Linked DNA regions of Zea mays: region 1 is linked to region 2. A link is a contact called in public Hi-C data. All regions are on one chromosome and are shown on one strand. Each heading gives the region's core, a stretch centred on a gene start, on an enhancer-like site or on the middle of the called end of the contact. The rest is flanking DNA. Distances are from core to core; before and after follow the strand shown.

The links. Hi-C and Micro-C count contacts between places; a contact is called where the count stands out from the background.
Region 1: a Hi-C map of leaf shows a contact between it and region 2, with 5 times the contacts expected there. The contact joins the promoter of LOC541979 here to the promoter of LOC100274675 in region 2. A contact is called at or near these places in 6 of 25 Hi-C or Micro-C datasets (ear, endosperm, leaf and 1 more).

Annotation. Positions count from the first base shown.
Region 1 is chr7:145,320,001-145,327,259 of Zm-B73-REFERENCE-NAM-5.0, reverse strand. It overlaps LOC541979 (bromodomain protein 103), which reads right to left and starts at 3,575. Exons shown (of 11, transcript NM_001111632.2): 1 at 3,421-3,575; 2 at 2,777-3,101; 3 at 233-337. The coding sequence starts at 2,986.
Region 2 is chr7:145,170,362-145,176,798 of Zm-B73-REFERENCE-NAM-5.0, reverse strand. LOC100274675 reads right to left here and starts at 2,557. Exons shown (of 9, transcript NM_001174313.2): 1 at 2,421-2,557.

The DNA.
Region 1 (7,259 bases), core at 2,326-4,825, 150 kb before region 2:
AAGGTGGTGCCCTTAGTTTTGTTGGTATCCTCATTTTTACCCTTAGTCGTGCCTTTTGCTCATCCCTTCCAGTGCTATAGAGCAGAAGGGCAAAACTGAGCAAAAAATACGACTAAGGGTAAAAATGAGGAAGGTGGCAAAACTAAGGGTATGAATTTAAAATTTTAGTTGCCAGTTCGAACAGAGGGTACTAATGTTAACAAGTAACTTTTAAGCAAATGTAGAAACTTACCATAAGATCGTCATCTTCCATACTGGAACTATCTGTATCATAGCCCTCCAGATTTACAGAAATCCTTCGCTTTCTCGTTGAACGGCGCAAATTTGCTGCAACACACTATAAAGGAAATCATCATAAGCTAGCCAACTGAGCACAAAAAAATGGAGTCAAAACACAGCAGTCCTTCATATTATGCAACAGCTGTCCTCAAACTTGTTCTGTGGTGTCACCTAGGTCCCTATACTTCTAATTTACAGATATGGGTCCCTGAACTCGCTGATTGCGCCACACAAGGTCAAAATATCACTAATTAGCATGTGTTTACCTGTCTGTGAGAGAAAGATGATGTCACAAAACAACATGTGGCTCCATGGTGATATTTTAGCATTGATTAGGTAATCAACATTAACTGGGTAGGTTTGAACCTTGAGTGATCCACTGGTGAATTCTACTCTTTCAGAAAAAGGAACAGATGAACAATTGGTTAACGTTAAAATATATCGTACCAATAAAAGACTATTGTCAATCTAGTTTTTGTGTGTGTGTGTGTGTGCGCGACATGGAACCAGATAAATAATATCCTCATAGCAAAAGCTGCTACATAAGCGATGCGGATTTTCAATCATGACTACAGATAAATAAACTAACAACCAGATAAATCAATTAAATAAGATAGATTTAAAATATAATCATGAAAGCAACCACTGTTAGATTTCATTAACGAGGAATTTTGATAAATAACAATTCATTCTTTCCAAAATGTAAGCTGTTTACTAGCTTTGATCAAGTTTGTAGAAAATATAGTAGAATCCACAGTGCCAAATAAATGCATTAACAGGACACTTCATGGAGGATTTAATCATTAATTAATGAAACTAATTTGGAGTTGTAAATATTCAATCGATTTTTATAAACTTGATCAAGGATAGAGACGTTTGACTTAGGACAAAACTAAAATGACTTTCATATTGGAACAGAGGTAGGTGAAAAGGCCTCTAGCTGAGTTGGTTAGGTGGTCTGAGTAGCGTAGCGCTTGTCCTGAGCTCGAATCCCAGTGGGAGCGAATTTCAGACTAAGGTTTAAAAAGGTCACTCGCTGGTTCTCTGGTTGTGTGCGCATGAGATGGACTGACCTATGGGGGCGGATCCTCGTGTAGGGGCTGGGAGGGCTCAAAGAACGAGTAAAGATCCGGCCTATAGGGGCAGACCCTCATGCTGTACTGGGGGAGGGGGCAGCTTTCGTGACCTTTCTCGGTCGGGGCTCTGATTGAACTTTTTAATATAATGCCGTGGGGGCGGTTTTTCCCCTACCGGCCGAGTTTTTTTTTTTGACAGAGGTAGTACTTTCAGTGAGCAACAAATCAGGAAAGAGACAAAAATATACAGAACCGACTTCAAAGGTCTGTTTTGACCCTATATAGTGATGTCACGAACCCTTAAACCCACACTGAAATTTTTTTTTCTTCTAGAAACACACCCACCCTAAAAATGCTCTTTAAAATTGGTTTCTAGAAGATTAATGAGCAAAAAAAAGCAGAGTCATTATAAAGGTTGACAACCCACTACAGAAGAAATGCATATACTCAGGTACTGCATTACTGCTTGTAGCGTTGTATTCAATATTTCAGTTTCAGTTCTGCTATAGTGTTATATGCCTATATTGCCTTTCAATCTGTTACTCAGTATCAATTTCAGACTTATATAATACCTATTGCAGTATTGCTTATATATACATATATCATATTATATATACATATGTCCAGAAGTATATAGGACGGTTAGGGGACGACCAGAGGTCGACCAGGACCGATTAGGTGTCCTAATCGTCGCCCTATTCGCGATTAGGTGCCTGGTCGGTCCTCTGGAACGACCAGCTGGTTGCCCGACCTGAAAACAATGTCAGACACAGCACAAACTACACAGAAATGAAAGAGATAGCAGGCATTCAACTCAACCAAAATGTTATATGCATGCAGGACCTCCAAACTACTAATTATCCAACATTCCAGCATAAAAACAGTGAACTTATCAGATATTTAGGCCTACACACGATAGACCTGAACCTGATCCATCTTAGCTAGCTGTTAATTGGTAATCTATTTTACTTACACCTATAAGTGACAATAAGACTAAAGGAATACAGTATTACTCAATCAATTCCATTTAGAAATAACACCATCAAGCACACCCATCGAAGGGCGGGCCTGGTGCAGCGGTAGAGCCTACCGTCTGTAACCGGAAGGTCCCGGGTTCGAGCCCCAGCCTCTGCATATTATGCGGGTAAGGCTTGGCGCTTAAAGATACCCTTCCCCAGACCCCGCACAGTGCGGGAAGCCTACGGCACTGGGTACGCCCTAAGCACACCCATCAAGGCTACTGAATTCACTGCTACACACGCAGGTTTTAAAAATTCAAAATGATGCATAAATACTAACATTCTGTAAAACGCACGCACACATTGCCACTCCCACACATGTAGTTATCAATACAAACAGATAACCACAAAGAACAAGTGAGAACAGAGGCTCATTAGGCATAGGCAGACAAATTAGCTTACATCGGCAGGTGGTGGCCGTGCAGCTGGCTTGCGAAGCAGTTTCTTAGCAATCTGTGATGCAGCAGTTCGCTTCTTAGACTTAACCTTCTTCCTCATGGCTGGATTGTAGTACATATAGCCACGAGCATAGTACTTTGGACGCTGCCGCAGCCGGTCACTAGTCCTCACCGGCGTCACTGACGCGTCCCCCTTACCCTCCATCGCCACCATCCCTCCGTCCTCCTCAGGTCCACTTCCTAACCATGTTGTACATTGCTCCTCAAATTACGCCAAACAACCCCACGATTGTAGTCAATCCCCAAACCCTAGCCCCAAATCCACCAACCTGCATATACACAGATAAGATATCAAACAATAGCAGATTTACCTCTAGTGCATTACAAAATGGTACCGGCTGTTTTTTTTCCACACCAAACAGTCCCCAAAAAATTCCCAGGAAAAAAAATCAAACCCATGAACAATAGTACGAATCCGCCCCCACCAAACTCCAGTCAACCAACCACGAATCATCAAAAAATCATACAACCTAATAACAAAACCCCACCCAACGCCAGATGCCCGAGCTAAAACCCCACGAAAATGAGACCAAAATCATCACGAAAAAACAGGGGGAAATCCCGAGCCCGTCGCCGCCAGGTGCTAACCTCGAGAATCCGATCCGTGGGGGCGCGAGGCCCTCCGAGCCAGGGCGGATTCGAGGCGGCGGCGGGCCAGCTGAAGGGGACGGGGGCGAGGCAACGCGACTCGCGAGGGTTCCCTAGCTTCCTTCGCGTCGGGGGTTTCGAAGCGGAGAGGGGTGCCGAGACGACCACAAGGGTTTCGGGTTTCTTTCCTCTATCAGCCGCACGCGCGAAGCACGTGAGTGGGAGGCCGCCTCGGTCGCAGCGTTCACATGGGGCTACAGCGGGTGCGGCTTCTGACAGGTGGGCGTAATGGTATCTTTGGGCCCGGTGACAGTGGGTACAGGAAGTCTGACTCGGGATTAAATGGTTCAGGGAATTTGTGATTGGGATTTTCCTGGGCGTTGGATGGAGACCGGACGGTGGATAAGTTATTCCAGTTTTATGGGGAGCTATGTGTAATGTGTTAAGGCACTCGTGTACCGTTGGAGAGAACACATTTTAAAGTAGTAGTAAGGACTAGGGAGTCTACATGCATACCTCTTTTGTCTTTCTATGCCCTAGGATTTTCTAAACCTATAACGAAACGATATTTGTGATAATAAAAGAATTATAGTTACGAATAGAGAACATCAATCTATATAATATGGCTATGACTTTGCTCTGGGCTGATTGCATACACGCTGTTTGACACCAAAATGAGCCGGCGGACTGTCCGGCCCTGAGGCCGGACGGTCCGCGGTCCGGACGGTCCGCGCGTGCGCAGAACAGATTAGGGTTCCGAGTTTTGTGCTATGGTTGTTAGCTAAAATCATGGGATAAGCTCGGAAATTAGTTTGTAAAGGGTCCAGCCCCCCTCCTCTATAAATAGAGGGGTATACGGCCGATTTGTAATCAACAATCGAATCAATACAACTTCTATTCGCATTTATTTCCAGTACAATTAGGAGTAGTTCTAGTCTAGTTCTAGTTTAGCCTCTCGATCCCCAAATTCTTCGCCTCTCTTCGACTCTACGCCGATTAGAGGAGTCTAGGTCGGTCGGCCCGAGCCTAGACAACCCCTAGGATCTCTCCTCCCCGACGGGGTCCCTTCCGGGAGCGAGATCCAGGCGCCGCCGGCGATCTTCCGCCGCCCCTGCGCACACGCGGACCGTCCGGCCCCAGGGCGCGGACCGTCCGGCCGTCACGCAGGAAACCCTAGCCCCTGTGCCAGGTCGCGGACCGTCCGGCCTCAGGCCACGGACCGTCCGCGCCTGACCAGAGAGCACCGCCGCCGGTTCTTCTTGAGTATTTGGCGCTCCGAAAAAGCGTCAACATACTTTTTGGCGACTCCGCTGGGGACAACACATATAGACCTATCAAATCGGCCCTCAATGGCCGGTTCAAAAGATAGCTCTGAGGTTTCCACCAGCAATATCATCACACCGACATGGGAAGCCTTGCCGGCTGAAGAACAGCTCCTGTTCGAGGAGCGCCAGGAGCAGCTGATCCAAGAAGCAAAGGCGAAGTTCCTGGCTGACTTCAAAGTGGACAGGAACAACAAAGTCGTTCGACAACGGGCGACAGATCTGGCTTCGCTCCGACCTACTACGATTACCCCAAATGTAAGTAGCACCAACGAACTCCAATCTCTTAAAGCTTACATAGACGAACAGCGAGAACAGATGCAAAATATCATAGGGGTTATGCAAAACGATTGTAGGAGACTAGTACGTGCATTTGATAAATCTAGTATAGCAAATTTTCCTTCACACGAGGTTGAATTAGGAGATAATACACGTAATACATCGGTTAAAGGTTGTCACGACCAGTCACAACCCCCTTATGGGATGCCGATGGACACGTACCCTGAGCAAACGCAAATCGGCAGTAAACCAGCCGATCTACACATGTCCGGACCGTCCGCTCGCGAGCGCGGACCGTCCGGGTCAGCCACAGCCGGGCCCATTTTTTATGAGTTACCTAGACACGCACCCGAGCCACCACATAGGGCACCGAATTTAAACTATCCAGTCGGACGGTCCGCATACAACGACGGACGGTCCGCATATAATCACGGACGGTCCGGGTACGTATCCGGACAGTCCGCGCATGAGTCTTTTGAGGGGGATTATTACCTGAATCCTCGCCCGTCCCAGCAACACTTCCCATCACATTATGCAATGCACCAGCCCATTAATTCAGGATCCAGAGCCCAGGAAAGCTTTCCGGCCCCACCTAGAAGGCCGAAAAGAAACGATCAAACATATGAGCCATATAGGACAAATGGAAATGCACCACGTAGCTCAAACCAATGGGGGGAACGACAACATACTAACATGCAACCAACCCCACCTATGTTTGACCAGAGAGCCGGTGGTCTTGCACCGGCTGCCATTGGTATAGTGAGGGAAGAAATAGCCGGGGCGTTCCGAGATAAGCTCAGAGTAAGCATGATCCATGGGGGGCAATCATATCGGAAGCCTTATGACAGCCGATTTGATCACCACCCATACCCACAGGGAACCAGGATACCCGAGTTTGCAAAGTTTTCGGGTGACCAAGGAAAAAGCACGCGTGAGCACATAGGCCAGTTCCTAGCACAATTAGGAGAATTGGCCGACACCGAAGCATTCCGTGTGCGTTTATTTTCATTATCCTTAACAGGGACTGCATTCACATGGTATGCCACGCTCTCTCCTAATTCCATTTTGTCATGGGGAGACTTAGAGCAAAAATTTCATGAACATTTCTTCTCTGGTGATTATGAGCTAGATTTAGTAGACTTAGTGACCCTACGACAAGAAAAAGATGAATCGGTTAGTGATTATATCCGGAGATTCCAGGATACGAGAAACCGATGCTTTCAAATTCATTTAACAGATAAACAACTGGCGGGAATAGCCTTTGATGGATTGCGCTATTATTTAAAAGAGAGATTAGAAGGCATCCAGTTCTTTACTCTAGCACAATTACATCAGAGAGCTTCGGCTTGTGAAAGCCGAAGCAAAGAACTAGTCAGAACGGTGCATCATAATGTCCCTATAGTAGAACACAATCAAAGTAGTTCGGACGATGAACCAAAGAAAGTTTACACTGCCGAAATAGTTTGGCCCGAGCAGGCCAAATCTTCGGCTTGCTCCTCCTTGCAGTCAGTTCAAAAGGAACGACAGGAGGAGGTTAAGTTTACATTTAATGTCGGCAAATGTGATAAGATATTCGATGAATTACTAAAAAATGGTAACATTAAAATTGATTATATCGTTCCACCTGCCGACGAACTAAAGCGTCGCGCATACTGCAAGTGGCACAACTCATTTTCCCATGCCACTAATGATTGTAATGTGTTCCGACGACAAATTCAATCGGCCATTGATGATGGACGATTGAAATTTCAGGAGGACACGGAGCCCTTCCCAATGAATGTGATCGACTTTAATGGCAAAAAGGTCCTAATTCGGCCCAACACAGCCGATAAGGGCAAAGACAAAGAAGTCATCATCGGCAACGCACGGGAGGCCGATGGAAACAACAAAATTTCTTGCAGGAAAGTGATGGCTGAGAAGACTCCTAATGGAGGGGAGACACTGAAGGTAACCATCACAAACTCCAGCGCTGGGGGGCAAGCACAGACAAAGGGATATGCGCGAGAACCCATACTACGCATCGCGGACGGTCCGGTGTCTAGGCGCGGACGGTCCGTAACATCACTGGACGGTCCGAAGCGTTCCGACGGACGGTCCGGCAACGTCGAAGAGCCGCGGCGACCACGTACCTTCAAACCACGACGACCAGAAATAGGTACGTGGAAAACTAACACGTTCAAGGCAACTGGTCGGTTGGTAAAATCTAGCCCGACCTTTGATCAATTATTGTCTAAATAT
Region 2 (6,437 bases), core at 1,308-3,807:
CTCCTCTGTCATCCTTCAAAAAGTAACTTGATCATTCTTTTTTCAAATTCCATTAGCCTAATCGTCCAATGATTTTAATTTGTGCTTCTTGTTTGTTTGTCCAGATTTTAGGTTACGATTTTTTTGTTCTTTCTGTGATATCTATTAAATATTTTTATGGGTGCTAGGAAATGGAAAGATTTTATAAAAGAAAAGCACCAGACAGTGGTAGTGCAAGGAATTCATGTCATCCAGATGCTACTAATTGGGAAGAGGAGATCAAATATGACCCAACCTTAAGAAAGGAAATTGATTCTTAATTTCTTACCATCCTAATCCTAATTTGAGGGTGAGAAGGAAATATTTGGAGAATGGGCCATGCCAACTGCGCACTTGCAATTTTCCCTCTACACAGATTGGGGGAAAAGGCAATCCAAGAAGGTTTCAACAAGAATGGTTCGATGATTTTGGAAGTTGGCTTGAATATAGTGAATCAAAAGATAGAGCATATTTTTTTGTTATTTCTTGTTCAGAGAAAAGAAGGATACATGATATAAGGATTTCGTTGTTGAGTGCTGGAATGGTTATCACAGAAAAGAGCGGCTAAAGATACATGTTGGCAATGTTGGTGGATCACACTTTATTCCTATAAAGAAGTCTGATGATTTGTTATAGAGATATCAGCACATTGATGTTATTTTACATAAGAAAAGTGAAACATCTAAAAGGGCTTATTTTACTAGATTGAATGGATCCATTAATACTGCTAGGCTACTATTCGAGCAAGGCTTGCCTTTTCATGGCCATGATGAGTCGAAGGAGTCTTTGAACAAATGGAATTTTTTGGAGGTTTTTGATTGATTAGCAGAGCATGATTCAAATTTGGGAAAGGCAGTGGGTCTTGCAGGTAACAGTTGTATGGTGGCTCATGAAACTCAGACCAACATTATAGACTGTTTTGCAAATGAAATTCTACAATTTATTCTTGAAGAACTTGGGGACGATGTCTTTTGCTTGCTTAGTTGATGAGTCAAGGGATGTTTCTTGTAAAGATCAAATGGCCATGGTCTTGAGGTATATTGAAAAATGTAGAATGGCGAAAGAGAGATTACATAAATACTTGCGGAATTTAAGCTGGGCTTAAAACAAGTTAGAGGCCAAGGATATGATGGTGCTAGCAACATGCGAGGTGAGTTTAGTTCTGGAGATTTGAGAAATCTTAGCCAAGGATATGATGGTGCTAGCAACATTGCTGATGTGAGAGAAGGCAATCAATTCTCCAACATAAATACTATCAGTGAGCTTTCACAAAGAATGGTGGAGACAAGTAACCATTGGTTTATCGATTTTAGAAACTTGTGCTGCTATTGTAAATTGATACTGCAACAGTGGATAGAATATTTGAGGGGATGAAGATCGTAAAAACAACTCTTAATGACCGCATGGGTGATCCACACTTGAGTAATAGACTTATTTGCTATGTGGAGAAAGAAGAATTTTAAAAAATACCAATGATGCTGTGGTTCATCGCTTCATGAACATGGAAAGAAAAGGGCGTAGATTTGATCTGTAAGAGGTAATGCACCTCTTTTCAATTTTTCAACGATACATTATATAAATTGTTTGCTCACAATTAATGGTTTATTTTTTTTCAGTGAGGATTTTGTGGTTAAGGAATGCATTTTGCCGACAACGACAATCTTCTGTTGTTATAATTGTGGGATTCTTTTACTGTGATTTGATAAATTGCAAGCACAAATATACTATTACCACTACTTCATTGTTGATGTACATCAATATTGCTTGTTTTAAGCTATTCATGCTAAAATTATGGCTATGGTGCTATTAAGTTGCATTAGTGTTCTGTCTTTAGACAGCAAGCCACACCCCCACCATAATTCTCTAGCTCCACTCCTAGGATAAAAAACAAGACGGCAACTGGAAAACACCTACAAAACACAACACCAACATTACAAGCACCATCCTGATTTGCTCACCACACTACCTACGGTAGGGTATAATTGAGGAAGGGAAGTGGAATAACATAGGACAGTAGGACACGAACACATCGCAATCCCAGCGAATGTAAATCGTCATAATTGTAAGAGATCTTACATGTTGCATGGTCCAAACCGGAAAGAGCTAGACCTTCTCCTTATGCCAACACTAACAAATCGCCCGAGGTTTTGCAATGGAACTCGGGAGAGAGCGAGAGAGAGGGCGCGGGGTAAAAAAAACCAGATTTAAGCAAGCAGAGAAGCCGCCACAGGACCAACCAAGCTCGCATAAGCAACAGCGCGAGCGCGGGTACCGCGGCGCCATCCTGCCCTCCGCCGAGAGGGGTGAAGGGAAGTGGACGCCGGGAGTGCCGAGGCGTCAAATCCAAATGGGAGGACATGCGAGAAAGCGAATAGACGGGGGTTGGGCACCGGGATACTCACGGTGGAGGCGGACGTGGACGACGTGCGGCGAGTGGCGCCGAGGTCCTAGGCAGGGTTTGGAATTCGTCGGTGGATTGGGACTTGGAGAATAGAGACGGCCAGAGTCAAGACGGGTGTGGGTATCGGGAGTTCGGGGCAAGCGTTCCCACCGGCTGCCCCCCACGGCCCCACCCCACCTAGCTGCGCTGCCTGCTGGTGCTGGGTGGCTGACTGGCTGGTGCAGTGGTCAGGGCCGCTGGATGCCAGAGCCTGGAGTGAACCTTTTTTTTTTGGCACTGTTAGGATAGTGAAAGATTTTGATATTTGGGACCCTATTCGATTTGTATAGCTTTTAAGATTTAACACCTTATCATAATAACTAAATAAATATCTTACAACTGAAAAAATAGTGCAACAATAATATATATATATACATTGTTGGTAATGGAAGCTCAGGTCTTCCGGTAGTCATGGAAAGCCCCATGTCATGTTAGGGTTTATTCGGTTAGCTCTCAATCCATATAAATTGAGTGTGATTGGGTGGTTTAAATCCCAAGTAAGTTAAACTCTTTCTTAATTTTTTTCCAATTACATCCTGTCAGCGTTTCGACCCCTGGGGGGGTCCCTGGACCGACGATTAAAATCGTCGCTGCGTGCCCCAGCCTAGATGGGTTGGCACGAGATGGAACACAAGGGGTGAAAACATGGCTCGTGTTATCCTGCGCCAGGGGGATGCGCTTGCAGTAGGGGTTACAAGCGTTCGCGAGGGAGAGAGAGAGCCTGTTCGTCAGCCCGTCCTCCCGCGCGACGACCCTCCCGCATGAGGGCCCTGGACCTTCCTTTTATAGATGCAAGGAGAGGGTCCAGGTGTACAATGGGGGCGTAGTTATGTGCTAACGTGTCCGGCAGAGAGGTGCCTGAGCCCTGTGTACATGCCAACATGGCTGTCGGAGAGGCGCTAGAGCCCTGTGCACGCGGTGTTGTGGCCGTCGGAGGAGCGCTTGAGCCCTGTAGAAACACAGCTGTCGGGGCTGTTGGGACCTTGCTGACGTCTCCTTGTTTCCGTAGGGGGCTGAGAACCGCCGTCGTCATAGACGCACGCGGGGAGCCATCATTACTTGTTACCGGGGCGAGCCTGGATGGGACGCCAGTCTTGTTCCCTCATAGCTTGAGCTAGCTAGGGGTAGGGTAATGATGCATCCTCCGTGGTGCGGTTGGTCCGAGCCCAAGGTTGGGCGAGGCGGAGACTCCTCCTGAGGCCGAGGTCGGGGTCGGGCGAGGACGCGATCCCTCCCAAGGTCGAGGTTGAGGCCGAGCCCTGGGGTCGGGCGAGGCGGTGACCACCTTCCGAGGTCGAGGTTGAGGCCGAGCCCTAGGGTCGGGCGAGGCGGAGACCACCTTCCGAGGCCGAGGCGGGGGCCGAGCCCTGGGGTCGGGCGAGGCGGAGACCTCCTCCTGAGGCCGAGGCCCAAGGTCGAAGTGGCGAAGCTTCCTGTTGCGCCTGAGGCTGGACTCAGCTGCTGTCAGCCTCACCCTGGCGGGTGGCACAGCAGTCGGAGAGGGGCGAGCGGCGCTGTTTTCCTGTCAGGTCAGTCAGTGGGAGGGCGAAGTGACTGCGGTCACTTCGACCTTGCCGACTGAGGCACGCGTGTCAGGATAAGGTGCCAGGCGATCATTGCATTGAATGCGCCTGCGATACGGTCGGTTGGTGAGGTGATTTGGCCAAGGTTGCTTCACAACGAAGCCTGCCCGAGCTAGGCTTCGGGCGAGTCGAGGGTGTGCCCGTTGCTTGAGGAGGCCGTCGGGCGAGGCGTGAATTCGCCTGGGACTACCGTTCCCGCCCGAGGCTGGGCTCGGGCGAGGCGAGATTGCGTCCCTTGAGTAGACGCAGCCTTGACCTGAATTGCGCCCATCAGTCTCTACAGCTTGTGCTGATGGTGGTTACCATCCATGTTTAGGAGTGTTGGGGGTACCCCTAATTACGGTACCCGACAGTAGCCCCCGAGCCTCAAAGGGAGTGTTGGTACTCGCTTGGAGGCTTTGTCGCACTTTTTTGCGAGGGGACCGGCCTTTCTCGTTTACACTTTGTTCCGGTGGGTGCGCGCGAGCGCACCCGCCAGGTGTAGCCCCCGAGGCCTCGGAGGAGTGGTTTGATTCCTCTAAGGTCTTAATGCCTTTCGTGATGCCTTGGTCGGTCTGGTTGTTCCCTCATGCGATCTGATTGTAGCTCGGGTGCATGGTCAGGTTTCAAGTTTTCAGACTGGTTTGTTGACGCTGTCAACGGTTTGGCCGTAGCCGGGTTTGCGAGAGCAGCCCCCGAGCCTCTGCACGGAGCGAGAGGACGATCAAGGACTGTCTCGACTTTTATCATACGCCCCTTCGTCGCCTTTCCGCAAGGAGGAAGGGGGGAAAGCGCCATGTTGCCCTTGGAGGGTGCCGAACATGGTGTCTCCAGTGAGTTGCTAACGGGTGATCCGAGTGGACGCCTGTGCCCCATTCGATAAGGGTCGGCTAGTGGCCCAGAGGCGCGCTCCAAAAGTACCTGCAGGTGATTTGCCGGACCCGGTCCCGTTCAATAGGGTCCGAGGGCTCGATGCCTCCCTCTGATGGGATTCCGTTACAAAATCGCTCCTGCTGGTCTCGGAAATGTCCTAGGGTACCTCGGGAGCGTAGCCCGAGCCTCGGCCATGTATCAGACGTACCCAGAGTCATCCCTCGCTCTGCGTACTCTGGGGCGACTGTCGAACCCTTCCGAGGGGCCAGCCTTCGAACCCCTGATCAGTAGTGGGCGCGGAGCCTGAGTGCTCTGAGGCGGCTGTCGAACCCTTCCGAGGGGCCAGCCTTCGAACCCTGATTAGTAATGAGCCTGAAGCCCGAGTGCTCTAGGGCGGCTGTCGAACCCTTCCAAGGGGCCAGCATTCGAACCCCTAATTAGTAGGAGGGCTCGGGGCCCGCTTCTTTCGCGGAGAAGGATCCCTTTCAAAATTTCCCCTTTCCCGGTCCCTGTAGCAAGAGAGAGAAAGGGGAAGAGGAAAAGGATATGAATTTAACCGGTGTGGCGCACCTTTTTGACGCGGTCATCATGGCGGGGGTGAAACGACGCCCGCTTCGCCTGCCAAAGGTGGCGCTTGCCCTACCGAGGAGTTAATGTGACGAGACGGGTGGTTCGCGGGGCGGCCGCGTGCGTGAGCCGTTCGAGGAACGGAACACGGGCGCGTCGTCTTCACGCCGTGGGAGAGGGCTCCCCTGCTGCTCCAGGAGGGGACGTGAGCCTGCAGACGATTTGACTGCTGCTTCCGCTCGCCTGCTGCCGCCATTACTGCCGGCCCAATTTTGGCCATATCAATCGTCGCGCCTCCTCCCGCGGCTGATTGACCCGTGATCGATGTACACGATTGGCGCTGTTGGGCCATGCGGAGGGTTGCCTCGAGTCGCGGCACCGGTTCCACAGTCGAGGAGGCGCGGTATTGGCGCAAGTGGCGATGCAGTTTCCCGCACGTAGTAACCGGCACGCCGGTTACATGACGTGTGGGCCTGGGCCTCCATGCTGGACGCGACGAAGCCGGAGGGGTGCGCCTCCGCGGTGCGGTTGCATGCCACCTGCATGGCGGTCCGCCCTTTCGACCGCTGGTTTCGGCGAGGATGGAGAAGTGCTTATAACCGCGGGGCGGTTACATGCTCCGCGTGCGGCGGTTTTGGCTTCTTCCGTTCCGAGCCAGCTTGCATGACGTGTGGGACCTAGCCCCCGTGTCGTAGGGGGAGGACCCTGGAGCACGTTGGTGAAGACTTTGCCCGCAACGCTTGAGGATGCGAGTGGGGAGAGCCGCCTTTAAAAAGGGATCGATCCCCCGGGTGGTAGCCATGCCTTCGCACTCCCCTCATGCATCGCGCCCTTCCACCTTCCGAGCCCCCAGATGGGGAGCGCCCGCGTTGCCTTCGTCTCGTTGTTGGAGGAGCGCAACCTCATGGAGGTTGGCACCCTTCAGCCATCGCTCGGCTTCAAGGATTTTCATCAGGTAGCCCTGCTGCATTCCCTCA